2 separate regions of the Anas platyrhynchos genome follow, and region 1 is linked to region 2. The links are chromatin contacts, called in public Hi-C maps. All regions are on one chromosome and are shown on one strand. The core of a region is the stretch at or near the end of the contact, and the rest is flanking DNA. Distances in the headings are between cores, read along the strand shown.

The links. A called contact is a pair of places that touch in the nucleus more often than the background predicts.
Region 1: a contact with region 2 is called in a Hi-C map of liver, with 1.9 times the contacts expected there. The contact joins two enhancer-like sites.

Annotation. Positions count from the first base shown.
Region 1 is chr5:17,680,838-17,683,537 of IASCAAS_PekinDuck_T2T, forward strand. It overlaps NRDE2 (NRDE-2, necessary for RNA interference, domain containing), which reads left to right. Exons shown (of 14, transcript XM_027458155.3): 11 at 1-101; 12 at 2,287-2,425. Among named protein-coding and RNA genes, the nearest start is that of PSMC1, 14 kb to the right of the region's middle. Within about 2 kb of position 1,279, at least 2 of the 8 cell types and tissues checked have an H3K27ac peak or open chromatin away from gene starts, as enhancers often do.
Region 2 is chr5:17,386,856-17,389,782 of IASCAAS_PekinDuck_T2T, forward strand. TTC7B (tetratricopeptide repeat domain 7B) reads left to right here. Exons shown (of 20, transcript XM_038180036.2): 3 at 591-759. Among named protein-coding and RNA genes, the nearest start is that of TTC7B, 21 kb to the left of the region's middle. Within about 2 kb of position 1,411, at least 1 of the 8 cell types and tissues checked has an H3K27ac peak or open chromatin away from gene starts, as enhancers often do.

The DNA of each region.
Region 1 (2,700 bases), core at 29-2,528, 290 kb after region 2:
TTTTTTGATGGTGTCACGAGGTCTACCAGCTCTTTAGAGCCGTGGCTGTTTGCAATCCAAGCAGAGCAAATGAGAAAAAAACTTACTGAGCACGTCCAGAGGTAATATCTTGCAGCTCCTTGTGATAACACTTTTTTTTTTTCTGTCTGATCGCGTAACAGAGGAGAGAAAATGCTGTCGTTCTTTTTTGCAGATGAAGATGCTATGACTAGGGAGGGTTATTTGTTTGAGACCAGACAGCGAGCTGGTGACAGAATCCTGAACAAAATTAAAGGCCTAGGTTCTAGTCTCATGTCCTTTCTGCTGGCTCAGATCGTGTGTTGCTTGTGTTTGATTGCTCGGCTCTGACATCAGGATGGTACATACTTATTTGCCTGATTTTTAAATGACTAAGAGCCTGCCTAGATGGCCAGAGTAGACATGATGAGCCTATAAACTGCTGAATTTTAATACGTACAGCAAAAAGGAGTGTAAAACAGAGCTATATTGGTTTCTGTCTGAGCTCACTGCCCTACTTTACTCCTGAGTTGCAGAATACAGTGGTAGCAGATCTGTTTCCATAGTGAGTACTTGAGGGTTCGGTTTTTATATGGGACTGTTGCTAGGTAGAAGAGGCTGGAAATTTCCTGAATTTGTGGTGTGGTCTGGGCTTGGGTATTATGCTCCCAGGAAAGGAAAAAGGGGTAAGAGATGTGAGGAATAGAGGTATATGTTTGTTCTTAAACCTTAGTCTCTTGTCAACCCATTGCTAGGAGCTACCTATGCCATGCTACCTGTGTATCTACAATACTGCCAGCTTGGTTCTTTGTGTCTGCACATAGCAACAGAGATTTCTAGGAAACTGTTATCTGGAGGCTTTCCATAGCTGTAAGCATACAATCTTAGCACTTGATGAAATTATCAGTATGCTTTAAAATGATGTGACCACTGCTTTGATTGCCTCAGTCTGGCAACAGGCATGCACTCGTAGCAGTGACATTCCTGAGCTGTCAGGGTTTGTGATCCTAAATTGCAGTAAAAATTCTACTGCCATCAAATGTAAAGGACAATTGTGATTTGATTTACTGTTAATTGCAGACTGACAATATGATGGTTTTCATTCTCGTTACTGGAAACCCATGTTAAAATTCCAGAGTGGTGATTTTCTCTGTGACATTTAGCTCCTTTCCAGATTGTTTTCTGCTAGCATGGCTGTTCCTGTAAATTACATTTGTATAGGGACAAGCTGGATGTTGCAAGAGTGCAGCTGACCTACTGCAAAGGAGATAAATGGCCTGTGAGTCATGAATTAAAAATAATGTTTTATGTTGTGACAAACTAAGCAAAGGTCTGTAGTATGTGTGACTGTTTCCTGTTCTGTTTCTCATTTCTGCATGTTTAAATGCATAGAATTCATGAAAGAAATGAACATCAAGAGTAAAACGGTAGCATGCATAAACCAAAGTGAGATACAATGCTCCATGGAGAGTACATTACATCACATTCTGCCATGGCTAAGGTTATGATGAGAGGAAACATGACCTTAAAGACCCTTGAAGAAAGAGTCAAATGAGGAGCACTAAGCTTGAGTGGAGCAAGCTGCCAGGATAGGAAAATGCAGAAAGAGAGGTGATGCTGCCGTGAGTGCTCCAGGCTCTTCCAACACAAGCATCAAAAATAAGCCAGTCTGTATCAGCTGTAGATAGAAAGTAATGCTTCAGTGAAAAACATGAAAAACATTTTGTGTTGGGCCTGGATCTTGTGGGATTTGAAACTCCTGGGTCAAATATAAAATGGTTTCCTGTTCCAATCACAGTTGACATCCAGAGCTGTAACCTAGGGCTTGATACAAGATCTACAGATGGTCTTACAAAGGTGAATTTAAGCAGACTTGTCTGGGTACCAAAAGAAGGCTTCTTGATCTAGACTTGCATTTGGTTTGAGCTGCTTTGCCAAGTTTTGAATGATACAATGTCTGGAATGAACACTAAGATAAGTGTTTTAAGATTATATGATAGCAGATAATTATTCTCAGAAAAATCATCTCCAGTTGAACAGGGTTAATTTTCCAGCATGCTTTAATTTCCAGAAAATATCTCATTTAGCTTCTTTTAATGGAATTTTCTATTTAGAAAACTGGCTAAAAATCAGTTCTATGACATTCAGAGTTCACAGCATGAAATGCAAAATTGTCCATATACAGTGCTGTGTGAACAGAAGACAGTATGTTGATCTTTCCATCTGAATGTGGTCCTTTATCTTGTGTTTAAGTGATTGTGTTTTTCTTTTTTCCCCTCTCTGTTTCAGGGCAGATGTTGGTGAAATATATTATACTATTCCTGAAACTGGGTTAACAAATAGGATTATAGCTCTATTTGAACATGCCACTCAGAGTGAAAATGGTACCCATTGTCCACTGCTATGGAGGATGTATTTGAACTTTCTGGTAAGAAGAGTGTATCCATTTTACTACATCTGCCACATCTGGAATTTCTTATGGGCACAGCTATGATGATATATTAAAAAAGAAACACTAAATGGTGCCATAGCTATATGATTTTCGAGGTGACTTATTTGTGAATTGTAATGCTGCATCTTTTTGGCATATTTGGGAAAATTTCCTTCATAAAGATCAGAAGGAGTGATAGCTTCTGACAGTGTGGTTTTAATACAGGTGCATGTAAGTTATTGTGGCTGCCCTCTCACACAGGTAAAACTTAT
Region 2 (2,927 bases), core at 161-2,660:
TATAAAACCACAAAATACTTGACAAATTTCTGTAATGGACTCATAAGTATGCAGGAAAGACTTCTGAAGTTATGTTTGGGGACAAAAAGTAAGGTTTATCCTTGAGAAGAGTGTTTCCCCTACCCTGATGCTTTGAAATTGTGCACCTTAAATATATAGGCTGTGGAATACAATCTTAAGATTTGACACTGTTATTTTGAACTATACTTATGGTGTTAAGAAAAAATCATTGGAGGGGTTGTAATGATAGGCTGTCTTTAAATAGTTTTGTTACCTGGCAAAGCTGTCTGCTGCTTGAGAGGTATTATTGGTGCATGCGTAAACAAACATACGAACATGAAAAATGACTGATGATGCTGTTCAATAGCTTGCTGGAGAATGATTATGTGGCTTCACCCCCTACCCCAAAGCTTCCCAAATATAACATGATAGAATTTTGGTGATTAGTTGCTCTCTCACAAGGTATCTACTGTGGGCTTCCACAGTTAGTATATGCAGAAAACATGCCGAACAATTGTCAGGTTTGATAGATTATTATTATTTTTTTTTTTCCTGAGGAACAAAACCTTTCTTATTCCTCTTCCTTCTAGCCAGAATTCTTACAAGAAGCTAACTTGATTATGGCCAAGCTAAACTATGTGGAAGGTGATTACAAAGAAGCTCTGAATACATATGCCAGAGTTGGAGTTGATGATTTGCAGCTAGCTGCTGTGCCGCCATATAGGTTACGGATGATTGCTGAAGCATATTCTACTAAAGGTAAGATTGCACTTTCCCGTATAATAATGTTAGAAATAGTTTTAAAAAGTGAATCAACATTTTGTCCAAAGTGAAAGAAACTGTTGGCATACATATAGTCAACACGGTGATACAGTGCCACATGTGCAGATGAGTAAGAAGATGGCTTATTTCCTTTAAAATAACCAGAGCTTGTGCTAGGTTGACAAGGCTCTTACCTCTGTTAGAATTTCCATTTTAACCCTGCTGTTACCCAGTCAAATTTTTATGTGTGTTTAAAAGTCCTTCAGTATCTGAATGTCCAATAACTTTGGCAAGATACTAGAAGTATTGGCACTGTTCCTGAAAGTTGTGTTACAAAAGTAGTGCAGTTCTTCAGTTGCTGTGGACAAAATTGAAGAACGTTGATTCACAATGCTACGTACTGAATGTTAAGATGCATAGCCTAGGTTATGTTAAACTAGAATAAACCTAAATTGTTACTTAATCGAGTAAAGTAATCATGATAAATGAAAAGGACTTAAAGCAATGTTTTTCTTTTGCAGTTTAATTTTTAGAAATCTTCTTCACAGAATATGTATCTTTTTTAAATTTCAGAAAATGTTTTTTGATTAATACAGGATTGTGAAAATTGTAATGCTGGCCTGGTGTCTTAAGGTGGCAGTACCACCTCAGTTTAGAAAACTTGTTCATGGGCTGTGAGCTGGGTTAACGTTTTGAGGAAAGTGGCAGTTTGTATGCCATAGGTTTATGAGAATTTCCTGTCTGACTATGTTTGCTTTGGTCTGCTGTGTTTAAATTTGGGTTTGACATGCATACATACTGTTTGTTACTGCAAGAGAAGAGTCAAAGTTAGCAAACACAATTTAGGAGAGACTTCAATAGCATTCACTGATAACTGTTCAAAGATTGTTCCTGGTCTTTGAAGAGGGTAACTGTTTCCACTGAAAATGGAAAGGGAAGGATGTGGGGAGTTTTTATGTGTGTCATAAACTTGCTCAGGTCTCTCATGTGCCGTCTGTGTGTGGGTTGTGAGTTTTTTTGTTGTTGCTGTTTTTTTGTCAATAACCTTCCATTCAGCTTTCCCTTTCACCCATCTGTGAAGATGGCTGTTGAATTTGTCACTTTCTTCCTATGAAAATGTAGTCTTGGTCTTGATCAACTGTAAGTGCATAGATTTGCTTATCTCCAAGGAATCCCAATAAGTTAATTGAATATTTTCTCAGAGCTCAACTCTTCTGGCTCTGTTTTATTTGGCCTCCTAAGAATATAGAGCAGCTGAAATATAAAGACACCAATTTTGCGGAAAGGATTGGTATTATTCAGTTTACTTGATATGAAATTAATTGATTAGAAAATAGTAAATACATGTCTTGCCTTAATTTCTTCTCTACCCTGGAATATCTTGTAGATTCGGCTTTTAAAAAAAGAAAGGGAGAAAAGGCACGTCTGCAGCCTAGATGTGCTTTTAATTGTTGCTTCTGATTTCAGGTTTTCTACTTAAACACTGAAATCTGTTGTATCACACCTGATCTAATCTTGATCAGACTTCACTGCTTTGGTCACTTTTACTGGGTGACTGGATTTCAGCTTACATGGGCAGACTAGCTGACTACTGCTTTTTTCCTTTTGCTCTGCTCATTTCCAGAATTGCATGGTTTTGCCTTTTTTTTTTTTTTTTTTTTTTTTTTTTTTTTTCTACAATGTTTTATTTTTGAATGGGTAATTAATGGAATTTAATATCCCTTCTTCCCAGGGTTGTAAGTTTGTCATCTCCTGTGTGTTCTAGAGTAAGTCTGAAGTCTCAGAGTGGTCTTAAATTCAATATTCAAAGTTTAGAAACATTTAGAGTAACTGACAGCTAAATAGCGAACATTAATATGCAGTAGTACAGTTAACTCTCCCCTTCTTCCCCCTTCTCCTTCCCTCCCCTTCACTCCCTTCCTCAGAATTTCTATTTTCCACTTTTAAGAGCGGTTTATAAAACTTTTCAGTGTGAAGGGCTTCTTCAGAGGTGATTGGAGACTTGTAGTTACTACCAACTAAGTACAAGTTATTTTTAAATAGATTTTGTCCTTTGCTGTGACTTGTATTTCTACTTGTGGTTTAAAGGATAATCTGAATATCTGAAGTTTCCTAAGTATTTAGCTTTTATTTCTTTGGCAGTCATGAATAGATCACCATGTTCC